Linked DNA regions of Mus musculus: region 1 is linked to region 2. The links are chromatin contacts, called in public ChIA-PET maps. All regions are on one chromosome and are shown on one strand. The core of a region is the stretch at or near the end of the contact, and the rest is flanking DNA. Distances in the headings are between cores, read along the strand shown.

Evidence for each region. ChIA-PET counts read pairs in DNA pulled down with a chosen protein or histone mark.
Region 1: a contact with region 2 is called in an RNA polymerase II ChIA-PET map of memory CD8 T cells, with 160 read pairs. The contact joins two enhancer-like sites. A contact is called at or near these places in 1 of 115 datasets of contacts at active chromatin or transcription factors (memory CD8 T cells) and 1 of 9 other capture datasets (liver).

The regions. Positions count from the first base shown.
Region 1 is chr9:124,144,533-124,150,573 of GRCm38.p6, reverse strand. No RefSeq gene overlaps it. Among named protein-coding and RNA genes, the nearest start is that of Ccr5, 26 kb to the right of the region's middle. Within about 2 kb of position 4,388, at least 63 of the 459 cell types and tissues checked have an H3K27ac peak or open chromatin away from gene starts, as enhancers often do. A contact at or near this core is called in memory CD8 T cells, where this site is marked.
Region 2 is chr9:123,751,892-123,757,787 of GRCm38.p6, reverse strand. No RefSeq gene overlaps it. Among named protein-coding and RNA genes, the nearest start is that of Ccr9, 12 kb to the left of the region's middle. Within about 2 kb of position 3,242, at least 59 of the 459 cell types and tissues checked have an H3K27ac peak or open chromatin away from gene starts, as enhancers often do. A contact at or near this core is called in memory CD8 T cells, where this site is marked.

The DNA.
Region 1 (6,041 bases), core at 3,139-5,638, 390 kb before region 2:
GGCAAACTTCCTGCACATCAGCGTGAAAGTGAACTTTCATGAGTTAATGCTGTTTTTATGAGTTACTGACTTTATAGAATTTCTGGTTTGATTGAAAAAATTTTAGAAAGAAAGTTGAAGGGGGTGGTTTCAGTTGTTTTGCCAGAAAGATATAATAATGTTTATATCAAGAATAGAATATGCCCCCTCATCATAGAAAGTATAAAGACTGCATATAAGGAATACAATGAAATTTCATAAATTTTACCAAGAGGAGAAATTGGCTTGGGACAGATTTGTGATAAAAGAAAAACTTTCATTCTAAGTCAGGTCCAAGGATGAAGCCACAAGTGTGCACTATGATAAAGCAAGACCATATAATACTGTTGCTTTGAACTTATAAGGAGCTTATAGATTGAAACACTGCTTTGAGCTTACTGTCAACCTCCTTCTGTAACCCTCCTTTTATGTAATATTTTATCTGTGAGGTAATTTTATAAAGAACTTTTATCTAAGAATGTATAAAAAGGTTGAGATTAAAATAATGTGTGGCTGTTGGACTCCCTTTCTCAGAGTAGAAGGAGGAAATGGGGTAGAGGAGGCGTGATAGGAGGGTGGGCTGATATTGGAATGTCAAGTGAATAACTAAATTAATAATTTTAAAAAGGAACTCTTAATAGAACAGAAAGTGAGAAATAGCCTTGAACTCAGTGGTACAAAAGACAACTTGCTGAACAGAACATCAATTGCTCAAACACTATGATTAACAATTAATAAATAGGATCTCATGAAACTGAAAAACCTTTGAAGGGCAAAGGATATCATAAATAGGACAAAATGACAACCTACATATTGGGAAAAGATCTTCATCAATCCTACATCTGATAGAGGGCTAATATCCAAATTATATAAAGAACTCAAGAAGTCAGACACCAAGAACTCAAATAACCCAATTAAAAATGAGCTACCAAGCAAAACAGAATTCTGAACAGAGGAATCTCTAATGACCAAGAAACACTTAAAGAAATGTTCAACATCTTTAGTCATCAGTGAAATATAAATCAAAACAACTTTGAGATTCCATCTCACATTTATCAGAATGGCTAAGGTAAAAAACTCAAGGGATAGGATAGACTGGAGAGGATGTGGAGCAAGGGGAACAAACCCCCATTGCTGGTAGGAGTGCAAACTTGCACAATCACTTTGGAAATCGATTTGGTGATTTCTCACAAAATTGGGAATAGTTCTACCTAAAGACTCAGCTATACCACTCGTGCGCATATACCACAAAGATGTTCTACTTTCCCATAGGAACACTTGCCCAACTATGTTTACAGCAGCTTTATTTGTAATAGCCAGAAACTATAAACATCCTATATGTGCCTCAACTGAAGAATCAATAAAGAAAATGTGGTTCATTTATATAATGGTATGCTACTCAGGTATTAAAAGCAAGGACATCACGAATTTTGCAGGCAAATGGATGGAACACACACACACACATACACACAGAGGTGTGGGGGAAGAGAGGGAGCAAGAAACAGAGGGAGGGAGAGAGGTATCGAAAGAGGGAGAGGGAGAGGGGAGGGGGAAGGGGAGAGGGGAGGGGGAGGGGGAGGAGGAGGGAGAGGGGGAGGGGGAGGGGGAGAGGGGAGGGGGAGGGGGAGGGAGAGGGAGAGGGAGAGGGAGAGGGAGAGAGAGAGAGAGAGAGAACAAAATGGAACCAAGCCCTTAATACATGAGCCCTGGAGACATTTATTGAAACCACATTCATGCCTTTTGGTGGCACTAAACCAAGTTTTGTGACTTTGGCCCTTGAAAACTTTAGGTTTGACAGTCTGAATTCCTGTTTGGCACAGTAGTTATGTCCCACTTCCATAATAAAAGCTGTCACTTTGTACTCTCACTATTCCCTTCATGTAAATCACTCATTCATTGTACAAATATTCATAGGTTGCCCAGAATCTGCCCAGCCCTGTTCTAGAGGCTGGGGATTTATTAATGGACAAAAGAAGATAAAATCCTGACCTTCATGGAGCTCACACCCAACAGTCAAAAATAAATAAGTGAGTGGTAGATGGTAGACATTTTCATGGGAAAGTAAAGTTATAAAGGAGAATTGAAAGACTGGGTGGATCAGCAGCAAGAGGCAGCGTTGTTAAGAGGATGGGCAAGAAATTAGCAAAGGTCTTCCATTGGAGTTCCCAGACTCAGTCTGATGGTTGGGTGTGAGTATCTGCATCTTTATTGGTCAGGTGCTGGTAAAACCTCTCAGGGAATAGCCATACCAGGTTCCTGTCAGCAAGTGCTTCTTGGCATCAGCAATAGTGTCAGGGTTTGGTGTCTGCAGATGGAATGGATCTCTAGGTGAGGCGGTCTCTGGATGGCCTTTCCTTCAATCTCTGTTCCATTTTCTGGCCCTGTCTTTCCTTTGGACATGAACATTTCTGAATTAACAATTTTAATATGGGTGGGTGGCCCCATCCCTCAACTTGGGGCCGTGCCTATCTACTGAAGGTGATATCTACAGGTTCTATCTCCTGGGGACCCCAATGGAAAAGCTAGGGGAAGGACTGAAGGAGCTGAAGGGGATTGCAACCTCATAAGAAGAACAATATCAACTAACGGGACCACCCAGAGCTCCCAGAGACTAACCAGCAACCAGAGTATCCAGGGCTCCAGATACACATGTAGCAGAGGATGGTCTTTTCTGACATCAACTGGTCCTGTGGAGGCTTGATGCCCTAGCATAAGAGAATGCTAGAGCAATGAGGAGGGAGTGGGTGGGTGGGTGGGTGGAGGAGGACCCTCATAGAGGCAAAGGAGATGGGGAAGAGAGGGAATGGGATGGGATGGAGTGTTTGTGGAGGGGTAACCAATAAGGGGGATATCATTTGAAATCTTTTTTTTTTAAAGATTTATTTATTGATTATATATAAGTACACTGTAGCTGTCTTCAGACACTCCATAAGAGGGAGTCAGATCCCATTATAGATGGCTGTGAGCCACCATGTGGTTGCTGGGATTTGAACTCAGGACCTTCGGAAGAGCAGTCAGTGCTCTTAATCGCTGAGCCATCTCTCCAGCCCCATCATTTGAAATCTAAACAAATACAATAATTAATAAAAAAGAAAAAAATCAGCAAAGGATCAGTCCAATTAAAAACAGCAGTTGCCTCATTCTTTCCTGCAAAATTCTTATATTTAGGGTACTGAAAGCACACACTAGGTCATAATTTTATTAATAACTGCTTAGAATAAACAGAAATATTCTGTAATATAATATTGACTCAATTTTAAAAGCAAAGGATACACAGTCCACTTCTTCAACAGATTGATTTCAGCTCCTACTCCACCCTTTGCAATATTGGACATAGACTGTAGTGACCACCTTTCACTGATTTTGTAAGCATCCTTACTGTGATTTGGATACAGACTGTGTTTTACGAAATTTCATGTGTTTGAAGCTTTGTTTTAGTGAAGCAATATTGGAAGAAGAGAGTGAGCGTTCACTAGAAAGGCACTGATGCAGTCCACACAAGATCTTAGTAAGTTCATGTAAGACTGAGTGAATATAAATAAACAAGAATGGCAACTCCTTGGATTTCTGGTTTCTTCTCTCACTATGTGACTTTATAGTTTTCCTCATTCTCCTGTTATAAAATGATACCTTGAGGTCTTCATCAGAGCTGAGTTGGTGTGAAGCCGTACCCTTAAACCTCCAAAAACTATGAGCTAAATAGACCTCGTCATGTCTTCCTACTGAATGTTTCTGACAGAATAGGTAGCCTCTAGTAAAATTTTCTGGCATCTTGGTAATATATTTCTTAACAAAGCATATAGTCACCTTTTCAAAAACATTGAAGTGTTATTTGGGATAATTTACCTAGGGAGACATGACACAAATTTACCCCAGAAAAGAGATCTATTACATACTAAAGTAAAAATTGCATCAATGTACAATTTGAGAAACCAACATTTTTAATTGGGGTTACTAACAGGAATATGGGTGAGAAGTTACTTAAAAGAATTAGGGATGACTCAAAAGTAGCTGTATGACTCATAAAAGCTGCAACACTGCAGCTTTCTATACAGCTTACAGAAACCAGTCAGATCTCTTTTCTTTGTAACTGGGATAGTCAGAGTTTCCCTCCCACCACAGTTGTTTGCATGTGGTTTTCATGAAGGAAATAGTCATAAAACAGAATGAAGAAATTCTTTATTTTAGTTTATGGTTTCAAAGATATTGCTACTTTCTGCATATTGAAACATTTGGGAGAGGCACAAGAATCATGAAACTCACAAGAAACATATATTCAGAAGCCCATGAAACTGGTGTTTCTTCCCTGAGGAAGCATAAATAGCATACATTTTCTGGAAAAGAGGAGAGTCTTTGGTGGAGCTGCCTGCAAGTTGTTCAGGAAGTTCGTTAGGTAACTCTTAACACCCATGATGGTGTGGTGTTTTCAGTGATGTGACTGCTTGAGTCACCCAAGTTTTTGTAAGTAACTCTTAATCATGTTCCTGTAAGTAATCCCAATTAATTCAGTGGTTTATCAAGCTATGCTTAAGTAGAATCATATTCTTGGTCTGTTTTCTTTGATCTATTTGGATAAAACAGACACCTTATAACCTTTTCCAAGGGAATGTTATATAACAGGAATGTTCAGTTCATGTCTGCTTGGCCCTATGTACTTGGTCACGATATCATGGTGGCAAAGAATGTGATTCACCTCATGGTAGACAGCAAGCACAAAGAGACGGAAGAAGGGAAGACCTTCAAAAAGCACACCTACAGTAACCTCCTTTGTCTAGTAAAACCATTCTCCCAAGAGGTTTCCACCACTTCCCAAAATACCATCACCATCTGGCCCCAATAATTCAACACAATGAGTTTACAGGGGGACATTTCACATGGGATTATACAGAGGCATAAAGAATACCCACAGAACCTCTGTCTTGTGATTCTCATTCATATATTTGAGGCAGTTTCAGGCTTATAGACTTAACCTGCTATAACTCAGTGTCCTTATTGATCACTTAGTAGTCTACAAAACTCCCCCCTCAACACAACTTGTATCAACCCAGGAGGAGGGTTTCTTTCCCATAGATGTTGCTTGACACATAAACATTAAATTCAGCTCTGTGACAGAATGTAGAAATACCAAGATGGTGAGTGCTGGTATCAAGGTTCTAAACCCACATTCAAAAATAAGACTGGACTTATTATAATTGAATATATTCCTTATAACTGTCTCTAAAAATATGTTTTCATAGATTATCTAGTCATCTAATTTTAACTACATTATAGAACATTTAAAATGTCTATAAAAATAAAGAATATACAGGGGCTGGTGAGCTGGCTCAGTGGTTAAGAGAGTTGACTGCTCTTCCAAAGGTCCTGAGTTCAAATCCCAGCAACCACATGGTGGCTCACAATCATCCATAACAAAATCTGATGCTCTCTTCTGGAGTGTCTGAAGTCACACTACAGTGTACTTACATATAATAAATAAATAAATAAATAAATAAATAAATAAATAAATAAATAAATATTTTTAAAAAAAATACACAATGGTGAAACTTTCAAATAGCATCTATTCTAATTGTCTATGGTCCTTAGTGGGGAAAGTACCAAAACTACTTTTAGGAAACAATCTGTTTTCTGCCGGGTTAGTTCTTTAAGTTTACATGAATAAATATTCATGTGTTGTGAGTTTTGGAGAACTACTTTTTGGTAACATAGAGATGAAGCATGGGGGGAAATGCCACAGAATCCAAGTGGTAACATTTTAACACCTGTCAACATCTGTAATTTTCAGTGAAAGTAAAAAACTAAAACCAAGAATCAGATCATTTAGATTCCTGGGGATCCAGAGCTCCAAGAGGGTGTGAAGCATGTATATGGAAAGCTTGTTAGTTAGAGACTTCCCTATGGGACAGGATGAGGAATCAGGTAGCATAGAAGGAGCCATAATGTAGTAACAACCAGTGTTCAACTAATACTATAAGGGACAGTAGAGATAAGATGGCCTTGAGGTGTTGGAGTGCACCGCGTAAAGG
Region 2 (5,896 bases), core at 1,993-4,492:
TAGGGTAGGGGAGAAGAGAACAGGCCCTTAGTTTAGGGTAGGGTGCCGTTTCAAGGACACCCAGCTTTACTACAAACACTGCTCCTCATCTCATCTGCAAATGTAGCTGTTGAAGAATTTAATCTGAGTCTGTTTTCCTCCTCTCAACAGCAGGAGAGCTGAGACCACAGGCACAGCTGCCTTCTCGAGCTCCAGCCATCTTTTTGCTCCTGAATTAAAGGTTTCTCAGGCAAGTTACCACTTGACAGTTCTCAAAGCATGTTCCCTGGGTCAACAGCAACCAAAGAAGTGTCACCTAGAGACTGCCAGAACTGTGATGCTTCAGTCATTCCCAAGCAGACACTGATGACCCAGGCTCTCACAGACCCTGCAGGAAAGTGATGCCCCTACGTTATCACTAAGTGGATATGTTACAGATCTCACCTGGGGCTCCTCAATGATAGGCTCAGCCTGCTAGCTGCTTCCATGCAGGTGCGCACATCACCTAAGTCATATCCATTTCCTAGACTAGCAAGAGACTGCTTAGGCCAGTCTGAAATTAAAAACAAAACAACAACAACAACAACAACAACAAAAACCCAGAATTTTAAAGCAGTTATGTCACACGTAGATCTTTTTATCTACCGTATATCCCTATTGGCTCCAGAGCCCTGCTGACAAGTCGACATGTAGCAGAATTATCACTAAAATAATGGCTCCCCTGTCATGGTTATCCTTTCTCCTTGGCCCTCAGCACTATGCTACAATTCTCTCAAACCCCCAGCCCTCATCTTCTCCCTGAGAGATGTGATGTTGAGATAAGCTGAGCTGTGGTTGAGTGTGGTTCACCCTGGCCCTGGGCCCCCCGCTGCCACCTGGCTGCTTTTTTGCTCTGTACCAGAGCATGATGAGCCCCTCAGATAACTTCAGGCAGGGGCCAAGAGCTTACGTCATTTCCTTAAACAGGCAACAGACAAACACTAGCCTAAATTCCAAACTCCATATTCCTATAGGAGAGCCCCCCTCAGAATAGAATAAAGCTTTTTGCAGGACATGAAGGTGGAGTTCAGAGGTAGGAACCTGCCCCAATGGTAATCAAGCATGTGGTAGACTTACTGGCTTTTCTTTCATCTTTGCCTTTGCAGTCTTGGGGGCTTCATTCCACTTGCTAAAGATGTGTGGGTGTTAAAGTCACGCTATGGAAACAAAACATGCACAAACACGCGCCACAGATTTTCTTTTCTCCTTCTACATGAACAATGTTTTTGTGACTTTCTAGTTCTGTAGGTTTCTGCCTGCTTTTCACAATTTCTATTAAAAAAGAAACTCAGTTCCCACCAAGAAAAAAAATAGAAGAATATCCAAATTTTAAAATGTGCAAAAGTATGAACAGTTTCTGAGCAGGAAAAGAAAAATATCTGAAGGTTAATAATTGGGCTGGGCAGATGGCTTAGTGAGTAACCCTCTTTATATGTAAGTGTGAGGACCTGAGATAAAATCCCCAGCACCATGTGAATGGCAGAGGTGTGTTGTCTCTTCTATAATCTCAGGACTCAGGAATCGGAGACAGGAGATCCCAAGGGTAATCCGGTAAGCTGGTTAGCTGAATCAATAAGTTCTGGGTTCAAATAAGGGATCCTGCCTCAATATATAAGGTGAAGAGTAGCCAAAACATTCATGTCAATTTCAAGCTTCCACATCCACACTCACACATGTGGGTGCACACCTGCACCCACATATGTGAACATGCAGACACTCATCACACACACAATACAAGTAGTAATCATGAAAGTAGACATGCATGTTCAACAAGGTTAATATTTCATCTTTGTAATACGCACTTGTTTTGAGCTTAGTAGCAAATATTGGGGGTGAGGAATCAAGTACTCTCACCTATTCCTGAGAATGTGAAAATTGGTCCTGCCACATTGGGAAGGACTATGACAACATCTGTTAAGATGTAAAGTTGTTAACCATTGGCTCACAGAATTTTACTAGCTTCACATGGATGACAGAAACCTTGCACATGTTACTGATGATGGAATATCACCAGGAGAGGGTTACATACAGCATAGTGCATTCATCCTGTGGAAATGCCATGCAGCAGTAAACAAGATGATGAAGGTCAACTTATACAAATATTGGAAGATCCCTATGGCTCTGAATAATCAAAACAACTTGCATACCATATGCTTAATGGGCTAGCATTGTTAATTGCAAAGTCAACCTGTCTGGGAATATATGTGTTGGAGTTTCTTTTCCTACTGCTGTACCCTGACAAGAGCCACTTTAAAAAGAAAGTATTTTTTTTCTGGCTCACAGTTCAAGGTGAAGTCCATCATGGTAAAAAATGGTGGCAGGAACTTGAAACATCTGGTCACATCAAATTCATTATGCATAGAAGACAGCAATGAATGAATGCATGGTATGCTAATGATCAGGACAATTTCCACATCTATACAATCCAGGATTCCCTGCTCAGGAAATGGTGCTACCCACTACTCAGATTGGTCTTCCTACATCAGTTAACATCTCCAACACAGATGATTCAGAGGACCATCTCCCAGGTGATTCTAGAGCTTGCCAAGTTCACACTAATACAAACTACCATAATATGTTTGTTTATAATGGTACACGAAAGGCTTTGAAAAGGCTTCAAGCCAAATGTCTACAATGCTTACCTCCAGGAAAAGTCACGGTGGTGGTGAAAGGCAGTTAAGCAAGAGTTTGGCTTTGCAGTCGCCGATATTTTACTATGAAAGAGTTCTGAGAAACAAACTGCAAAACTGTGTGTGCAGTATGGGATGTTCAACACAATAAGCATTTAAAGAGTCTAATAAGTTCTCTATCTGCTGGGCAACAACACAAAATCTTGAATTTGTTTTAAATATTAAGTAGACTTTGTTCTTAGGAAGTTGTTATAAAAACCATCTTGTTTGTTAATCTGTCTTTATTTATCAGATTATTAAGAACAAAGATCAGTTCTTTGCACCCAACCCTCCCCCACCCACCCCACCCCACCCCCCCACACACACACATGACTCAGAGACTGTAACTCATCCTCGTGATGTGATTTCCACCTGCTACCTTTCAGGATGTCTAAACCACATTCAAGCCTGGATGATCTGCTGATAGCTTAGTTTCCAAACTTCCGTGCCAGCCGACTGTCAACTCATAATTTTAGAGCCGATGAAACCCAGAGACACCTGACTTGATGGTGGGGCCTGGACTGTGGGTTACACCTGACAACAGGCACTTGGCTTCCTGACCCCAAACCACACAGTTTCCGCCTGGCCTTGTGAGTATCCTAGTCACATGCCATCTTGTCACTGCTGCCAGGCTGAGCTTCAGAACAGGTGCTAGTGATCAGTGGGGCTGGTCCACTGAAGCCATCTCAAGAGATATGTTTGTTACAGCATCCTAAATCATGCACCTCACTGCTGCTTAATGCAAAGATAGGGAGATTTGGAGGAAAGCACAAAGCTATGTCTGGGAGTGTGGGAGAATTGTTGGCATAGCCAGACTCTCAACGAGCTTGGAAGAAACAAATGACAACCCTGGAGGAAATGGCTTTAGCCACTGGTTATTTGATAACATAAATGCCACCCCAAGCTCTCCCAGACCTCAGAGTGATCTCTTTTCTCTGGCCTAACCTTTTTTTTCTCAATAAGATGGAGACTTTGTGACTCCCAAGTGATAGAATTTACATTCTCAGCCGGGCGTGGTGGTGCACGCCTTCTATCCCAGCCCTCGGGAGGCAGAGGCAGGCGGATTTCTGAGCCCAAGGCCAGCCTGGTCTACAAAGTAACTTCCAGGACAGCCAAGGCTACACAGAGAAACCCTGTCCCAAAAAACAAAACAAAACAACAACAACAAAAAGAACTTACATTCTCTTCCAAACTATCCCCAGACTTTACCCACATTGCTTTCAGGCACCATCCCCAAAAAGAATGTTTATCAAAGATATTGGCAATTGCAGACTCAACACCAGTTGCATTTGTACTAAATGTCAAGAGGGGCTGCATCCTACCCTAGGCAGGGGAGAAAAGAACTTGGCAGCCCAGCATAGCATACAACCAATTATTCACTGAGACATTGACTGAACACAAAAGTAGAAAAACAGTGACCAAAGAGGCATGTCAGACTTAGCATGGCAGACATAGATTCTTCCATATCTTATTCTCAAAAGTGGTCAAGAAATCCCAACAAGACAGATACATGACAGTGTGTATGTCACATAATTGAGAGAAAGCTTCCCAGGACAAATCGGCTGTGAAAGTAGGTGAAGGCCTGTGTACCCTCACACCACACCACAGACCTAAACATGATAAAAGCAATCTACAGCAAACCAGGAGCCAACATCAAAGTAAATGGAGAGAAGCTGGAAGCAATCCCACTAAAATCAGGCACTAGACAAGGCTGCCCACTTTCTCCCTACCTTTTCAACATAGTACTTGAAGTATTAGCCAGAGCAATTCGACAACAAAAGGAGATCAAGGGGATACAAATTGGAAAGGAGGAAGTCAAAATATCACTTTTTGCAGATGATATGATAGTATATATAAGTGACCCTAAAAATTCCACCAGAGAACTCCTAAACCTGATAAACAGCTTCGGTGAAGTAGCTGGATATAAAATTAACTCAAACAAGTCAATGGCCTTTCTGTACACAAAGGATAAACAGGCTGAGAAAGAAATTAGGGAAACAACACCCTTCTCAATAGTCACAAATAATATAAAATATCTCGGAGTGACTCTAAATAAGGAAGTGAAAGATCTGTATGATAAAAACTTCAAATCTCTGAAGAAAGAAATTAAAGAAGATCTCAGAAGATGGAAAGATCTCCCATGCTCATGGATTGGCAGGATCAACATTGTAAAAATGGCTATCTTGCCAAAAGCAATCTACAGATTCAATGCAATCCCCATCAAAATTCCAACTCAATTCTTCAACGAATTAGAAGGAGCAATTTGCAAATTCATCTGGAATAACAAAAAACCTAGGATAGCAAAAACTCTTCTCAAGGATAAAAGAACCTCTGGTGGAATCACCATGCCTGACCTAAAGCTTTACTACAGAGCAATTGTGGTAAAAACTGCATGGTACTGGTATAGAGACAGACAAGTAGACCAATGGAATAGAATTGAAGACCCAGAAATGAACCCACACACCTATGGTCACTTGATCTTCGACAAGGGAGCTAAAACCATCCAGTGGAAGAAAGACAGCATTTTCAACAATTGGTGCTGGCACAACTGGTTGTTATCATGTAGAAGAATGCAAATCGATCCATACTTATCTCCTTGTACTAAGGTTAAATCTAAGTGGATCAAAGAACTTCACATAAAACCAGAGACACTGAAACTTATAGAGGAGAAAGTGGGGAAAAGCCTTGAAGATAGGGGCACAGGGGGAAAATTCCTGAACAGAACAGCAATGGCTTGTGCTGTAAGATCGAGAATTGACAAATGGGACCTGATGAAACTCCAAAGTTTCTGCAAGGCAAAAGACACCGTCAATAAGACAAAGAGACCACCAACAGATTGGGAAAGGATCTTTACCTATCCTAAATCAGATAGGGGACTAATATCCAACATATATAAAGAACTCAAGAAGGTGGACTTCAGAAAATCAAATAACCCCATTAAAAAATGGGGCTCAGAACTGAACAAAGAATTCTCACCTGAGGAATACCGAATGGCAGAGAAGCACCTGAAAAAATGTTCAACATCCTTAATCATCAGGGAAATGCAAATCAAAACAACCCTGAGATTCCACCTCACACCAGTCAGAATGTCTAAGATGAAAAATTCAGGTGACAGCAGATGCTGGCGAGGATGTGGAGAAAGAGGAACACTCCTCCATTGTTGGTGGGATTGCAGGCTTGTACAACCACTCTGGAAATCAGTCTGGTGG